Regions from separate parts of the Mus musculus genome. Here region 1 is linked to region 2. Evidence: chromatin contacts called from public ChIA-PET data. All regions are on one chromosome and are shown on one strand. The core of a region is the stretch at or near the end of the contact, and the rest is flanking DNA. Distances in the headings are between cores, read along the strand shown.

Region 1 (3,430 bases), core at 102-2,601, 210 kb after region 2:
CCTAGCACTGAGATACTGAGGCACAGACAGGCTGGGCTGGCCTCACTCAAGAGACTGGTCTACATAATGAGTTCCGAGAACATTCAGGTTACATAGACCTTGTCTCCCCCCAAAACAAAACAAAAAACCCGAACGATCGAAAGACCGTTAGCATCCAAAGACAATTTCTGGGCAAGCCTTCCAACTCACTAGGCTGTAAACCTTGTCCGGAAGGATTTTCTTCTTTCTGAGTGCTGAAATCTTAAACAACAACACTCCTCTCTCTTACCTGATTCCACTGTCTCCTCCCCTTCAGGCAGAAGCCTGGCTTTCTTGGCGTTCTGTGGGGCATCGTCTCCATTGTCTTCATAGATATTCGACCATTTGATCGCCATGTCCAGCTCTGGCGGCGGCGGCTTCTTCTCAGTAGTGTAGGTCTCTGGGGGCGGCACGCAGTTGGACTTCCAGATCTTGAACTCCTTTGGAGGCTGTCGAGTAAGCACATTAAGAAACCCTGTGACGAACCGAGGTTCCCGCGATGGATACGAGCGCATGCACCTCCCTGCTCATCATTCTGGCTGACTTTCCTCTTTCTTTCTTTTTTAAAATCCTTTAGGCTTAAAAGACACTTTTTTTTTTCCATCAACATCACAACACTGTTAGGTGAAAAAGTCAAAGGGTTCCCTGGATAAATAAAGCTAATAACTTTTAGTTACCAAAGGAGGATGCAGTCCCAGATACTACGGCCAGGCTGACCCCTTCAGGAGGCTGCAGCAGAGACGCTGTCTTGGAGGCAGCAGCGCAGGCACTTCGGCGTCAAAGGGAAGGGGTCTCGGGGAGAAGCTGCAGCGGGGGGCGGGGAGTCACCACCGTTAGTCGTCGCCCGGCTGGGACCCCCGAGCGCGGAGGGGCGGGCCCGGGCTGACACCCCCCGGGCTCCCGGGGCCGTGGGGACGCGCGGCGCGGCGCGGGCTGAGTGCGAGCCGGGGGTGGGCGAGCGGGCGGAGGGGCAAGCGGGCGTCGGGCCCCGGGGCGGCCGCGGGGCCGGGGATCTCACCTCCTCCGGCGCTTTCACCACATGCCGCTCCCAGTCGATCTGCTTGTTGAGCGGGTTGTAGAGGAAGGCCGGGCGGGTCACGCTGCGGAACAGCTCGTCCGGGCCGGGCAGCCGCTTCTCCGCCTGCTTCCCGCGGCCGCCCGTCGTCGGAGCCGAGGCCGCCTCCTTGCGACCCGCGTCTTCCGGCTCGCTGTTCTCATCCGACGAGTCGGAGCTGCTGCTCCCGTAAGCCGCGAAGTAGCTCAACGGGTCCTTCTCTTCGGCTGCCATGACGGCCGCGGGTTCCCACCCTCTCTCGGCCGGAAGCCGGAAGCCGGAAGCCACGGCTGATCCCGCCCCCCAGGCTGGCGAGTTATCCATTTGCGCCCCCTAGCGGCGGAGCCGCGCTCCTACTCATGGGCGGAGATTGGAAGGATGCTGGAGGCGGGGATTCCACAGCCCTCAAGCAAGTTATTTATTTGTTTTTTCTTAAGGATCTCTGGGAAAAAGCAGCGGGAGCCTTAGGATACCCGGAGGGAAATCAGTGGCCACAGTCACACTCTGGGCTTGTAATTTAAAGCAGAGAAAAACCAAACATGCATACCTATAATCCTAGGCAAATTTGAGGGCCAGCGAGGTGCATGTAAGTCCTTTCTTAACAGCTAATACAGTGCAGGAGACGTTGTCTACCAAACAGTAAGAACAAGCAAGCAGGGGGTGGGGGCGCACACTTCTAACCCCAGCACTTGAGAAGATGAGACCGGAGTATTGCCACAAACTAGAGGTCAATGGTGAAATTTTACAGCCCCCCACCCCAAGTTGGTACCATTGTAAATATTTAGATCCCAGTTAAAAATGCCTGGTCAGAGGTGACATAGTCATTAATAACTTGCCATTTGGTCTGATTCTTATCTGCTAAATTCTACAGAAAAATACGAAGTCTGGTAATGGAACGGGCTAGACTGCCTTGTTCAGGTTTATATTCCTAGTATTTATTTTGGTGACCGTCCCTGGAGTACATCAAGGAATATTGCTGGGTTGTAATTTCTGAGATAATAGGTCTGAGTGTTTCTAGAAAAACTTCCTTCCGTCCAAGTACCTAGACTTGACAGAGATACAATTGTTCCCAAAGTACAAAGTCCTGGGTTACCCAAATCATCCTCAGATCTGACATCATTAGCAAATTCAGGGTCCCCTCACGCACCCTCCAGCCTGGTAATGTGACAAAATTGTAGAACCCGCTGAAAGCTGAGTAACCACGTGTATATAGCTACAGTTTACTGCAGCAAATATAGCATAAGTCCAACCAAGGGAAGATGGGCGAGGAGCGGTCCAGAGGAGTCCTCATTCAGAGCTTCCGGTTACCCTCCGGAAACATGAACCAAATCAGTGCAGCTCAGGAGGCAGAGCTCGCTGCCTGGTACTGGGTTCCAGTACCAGCACCCATATAAACTGGGCATGGTGGTGTGTATTTGTAATCTCAGCGCGTGGTGGAAATGGGGTGAATGTACAAGGCTCCGACACCCGTGGCCGTGCTTGTTTATATAATGAGTTTGGGGAAAAACCATAGGGAAGGTACATGGACAAGTGAAACCCCAGGATGTCCAGGAAACTTTAGAGTAGCATCAAGATGCTGGGCTGGCAGAAGGCTCTTAGATGGGGTAAAGAATCTCTAGCATTAAAAATTTAAACTTGAGAGCTGGAGAGATGGCTCAGGGGTTAAGAGCACTGACTGCTCTTCCAGAGGTCCTGAGTTCAATTCCCAGCAACCACATGGTGGCTCACAACCATCTGCAATGGGATCTGATACCCTCCTCTGGTGTCTGAAGACAGCTACATTATACTCATCTACATAAAATAAATATTTTTTTTCGAGACAGGGTTTCTCTGTGCAGTCCTGGCTGTCCTGGAACTCACTCTGTAGACCAGGCTGGCTTCGAACTCAGCAATCCACCTGCCTCTGCCTCCCAAGTGCTGGGTTTAAAGGTGTGTGTCACTACTGCCTGGCTTAAAATAAATAAATCTTAAAAAGAAAACAAAAAGAATATTTGGCAAGAAATAGCAATGGGTTCCTAAAAACTAAAGTAACAAAAATTTTTTATTTTTTACAAAAGCTAAACTCGAGAGAGAATAAGGAAGGGTAAGAGAGGAGACTGGAGACTGCAGAGTAGGTACAGAAAGGGGACCACAGGGAGAAGGGCACAGCATGAGCCAAGTGGCAGGTTGTCGGCAAGTGTCAGGTTAAGTCAGATGAACTAGCGGGAGACTGCCCTAGGAAAAGGCCTAAGCTTTAAGCTATATTAGAAGTCTCATGTCCTTATTTATACTATTGGTGGATCTGAGAAAGTCCCACTATAAAAGATGTAAGCTGTCTACAATGGACCTGTATTAATTATTAATAAAGGGCAGATTAAC
Region 2 (3,311 bases), core at 439-2,938:
GTATTCGTGTACGTGCACATGCATGCACACGTGTTGTGCATGTGGGGACAACTGTGGGTGTCATCTTCAGGAACAACACAGACCTCCTGTGAGACAGTGTCTCTCACTGGCCTGGAGCTCTGAAATTAGGGCTGACTGGCTGGCTAGTGAACTTTGGGGGGGGGGGGTCCTCCTGTCTCCTGCCTGTTGTGCACTGGGATTACAGGTCCCAAGTACTGTCACCTGGCTCCAACAGTGTTCTTTGAGTTTGCAAGAAAACACCTCTGGCCGGGCGCCTTTAATCCCAGCACTTGGGAGGCAGAGACAGGGGGATTTCTGAGTTCGAGGCCAGCCTGGTCTACAGAGTGAGTTCCAGGACAGCCAGGGCTACACAGAGAAACCCTGTCTCGAAAAAAACAAAAACAAAAGAAAAGAACACACCTCTGTAGCCCCACCAACATGGTTTTATAGTTCAAAACCGGTCTTTTGAAGGTCTGAGAAGTCTATGCCACCCTTGCAGAAAAGCATCCATTCAGGTAGCCATCATAGACTAACTTCCCTATGGCTCAGTTTCCTTGCTGGCTTCAAGAACATCCTGCTAGGAAGGAGAGGCCGCTCCCTGCTCCCTTAGAAAACTTTAACAGCCCGCCACTATTTGTTTTAAGAGCAGCAAGCAGGAGCCAAAGGCCACTTTGTCCTCACCTCCCCGGCTCAATTGCGCTGCTGCAGACATTCAAACTCAGGAGAGGCCGCTTGGCAGAGCCACCTGGCTTCACTGAACGCCTTTTCATAGAGCTGGGGAAACCAGGGTTGACCACACCGCAACCCTCCCACCTAAGAAAAAGTCGGTTTGTTCCGGAAGGCAAACAATCAGCCTCATTTTTAACCGAGTGCAAGCAGTTAGCATTAGTTTGCCCGGGGTAGCAAGAACTCTAAGGTAGAGCAAACCAGGATCTTTTCAGAGTCCTGTCACCAGGAAAGAAACACACACACACACACACACACACACACACACATACACACCAAAAAACAAAAGTCATAAAACATCTGATCCCTCTCTGTCTCTCCGGGTCTCTTGCCTGGGAAAACCGTCAGTTTCAGGGCCAGCCATCCTCCTTCAGAACTTTCCAGGGCTCCCGGGACTGAAGGAGCTAGACCCATTCCCCGCCCAGAGGTTCAGTGGCCCCCAAATGAAAGCCTTAGGGGACCAAAGCCTCTTACCCTTCCAGTCAGCGCTCTGATCTCAGCCCCGGGACTTTGCGGAAAAGCGGCTGTGTGCACCCTGGTCGCTACGCGTGGCCCTGTCCTCCCGCCACGCCCCCCGCGTCCCCACCCTCGGCCGCTGACTTCCTTCAGCGCTGGGCGACCCAGGGCGCTGTCACGAAGGACTTTTGCTACGTAGCGGAGAGCCCGGACGCGAGGCAGAATGGGGTCCACGTGTGAGCTCAGGGACACCTTCTCGGCGGGAGATATTCCAGGAGGGGACGCTGGAATCCAGACGACCACCAGACATGGTCCACTGGGGGAGTACCCACCTGTGGTGGGGACCCCAAGTCAGGTCCGGGACGCGGTTCCACGCAGGCAGGTCCAGCGTCTCCTCGTCTCCGGGCATGACGTGACCCCAAATTCCCTCAGTCCCCACGGTCCCCACACCCGGCTCCGCCTACGGGTGTCTGCGAGATGCAGGTGGAGTGGACGCCCTTATAAAGGGAAGTCGTCCGGAAAGCCTGCTATGAGGCCGCCCGTCGTCCACCCCGCCCCCCTGGCCGTCCTGACCTCCTCCCTCCCGCCCCATTCCCCACCCCACCACCCCACCCCCGCCCCCAGACCTCTGACTCCTTCAAAAGTTCATTGCATTTCTTTTGAGCTCACCATGTGGCCCACACTGGCAACCAGAGCAATCCTCCGGCCTCAGCCTCCTGAGTACTAAGATTACAACAAGCACGTGCTACCAACGCTGGGATTTTGGACAAGTAAAGTGTTGGTACTGAGTTCTACCGGATGCTCCTCCCTCTTGGAATCAATAAGTTCGTGGGGATGGGTTTCTTCACTAAGGAGTCTTTATTCTGATAACTCCCTAACAAGTAGTTAGGATGACAGGGCAAGCATGTGGAAAGCAAGACCCCAGCCTCAGCCACCAAGTCAGCTTTCTGCAGCCAGTCTGCTTGACCCCTGAGTAGCCCAGAGTAGCCCACCCCAGCGGCCTCTATGCCCTTCCCCCTTGTTGCCTGAAAGCAGGGGCTTCAAGACAATTGGTTTCTATGAACCTGGCTACAGTACCCAACCTGAAGCTAGCAGGGCCTTTTGGACAGAACCGGCTCAGAGGCTCCTGTCGTCACCATGCAGTGGAGCTAACTAAACCCCTAAGTTTCCAGGCTATGTGCGTTAGGAAGTGTTCGAAAGGTCCCCATGTTTAGCTAGGGCAAAGGACAGTTTGTAGAGGATTATGTAGAAAGAGCTGGACAGAGCCTTTTGGACCCTTTGTGTAAGGTTTTTGTTTTTTGTTTTGTTTTGTTTTTTGCTTTTTGAGACAACCTCATATAACTGAGACTGGCCTCCAACTTGCTATGAAGCTGACGCTGGCCTTGAACCTGGTCCTCCTGTCTGCACCTCACAAGGGCTGTTGGTGTTGAGGAATATTCTGCCCCACCCCCACCCTTCCAAATCTACTCTGTTTTAAAAAGTCACTTTCCAAAAACTACTGGGTAAAAATGCTTGAGTTTTGTTTGTTTTTGTTTTTCCAAATTTCTTTTAGGAAATACGCTTACTGGGTATGGAAAGTCTGAGAAAGTCTGTCTGAAAAGTCACAGTGCCCACCGTACCTTCATGCTCAGGATTCTGTACACTGCCCCCTCCCCCCAGTGTAGCCAGTCCTGGGTTTGACCCCAGAATCATGGGGTGGACAGAGAGAATCCATTCCAGCAAGTCCTCTGGTCTCTGCAAGTCATGAGTGATACCTATGTGTGGGGTACACACACACACACACACACACACACACACACACACACACACGAGAGAGAGAGAGAGAGAGAGAGAGAGAGAGAGAGAGAGAGAGAGAGTGTATGTGTTCACAGACATTTGTTACTACTCCCAAGTCACATAAACAGCCACTAGCAGACGAACTCTTTCTATTTAGGTCTCTGACACTCCAAAACCTTTCTTCTTACTATATCTACCCACTGACAAGACAGGTCATTAAACAGTTGCTGGTGTCCAGTAACTTTCTTCATTGGCAAATGTTTCTCTAAACAGATTCCCACCTGTGACAATCTAGAAACAGTCTCACCGGTGGAGAAAATATGTCTTTTCCTAGGTAGTTGTAAAAGATACAT

What was found. ChIA-PET counts read pairs in DNA pulled down with a chosen protein or histone mark.
Region 1: a contact with region 2 is called in an RNA polymerase II ChIA-PET map of memory CD8 T cells, with 1,049 read pairs. The contact joins the promoter of 2410004B18Rik here to the promoter of Mcoln2 in region 2. A contact is called at or near these places in 19 of 39 promoter capture datasets (the 3T3-L1 cell line, 3T3-L1-derived adipocytes, the C10 cell line and 13 more), 1 of 15 datasets of contacts at CTCF or cohesin (large pre-B cells), 8 of 484 Hi-C or Micro-C datasets (B cells, CD8 T cells, LSK cells and 5 more), 16 of 115 datasets of contacts at active chromatin or transcription factors (the 230-238 cell line, DN3 thymocytes, the SCID.adh cell line and 10 more) and 4 of 9 other capture datasets (adipose tissue, liver, macrophages and 1 more).

Annotation. Positions count from the first base shown.
Region 1 is chr3:145,935,935-145,939,364 of GRCm38.p6, reverse strand. 2410004B18Rik (RIKEN cDNA 2410004B18 gene) reads right to left here and starts at 1,351. Exons shown (of 3, transcript NM_025555.5): 1 at 1,037-1,351; 2 at 269-467. The coding sequence starts at 1,306.
Region 2 is chr3:146,148,210-146,151,520 of GRCm38.p6, reverse strand. It overlaps Mcoln2 (mucolipin 2), which reads right to left and starts at 1,688. Exons shown (of 14, transcript NM_026656.5): 1 at 1,515-1,688. The coding sequence starts at 1,591.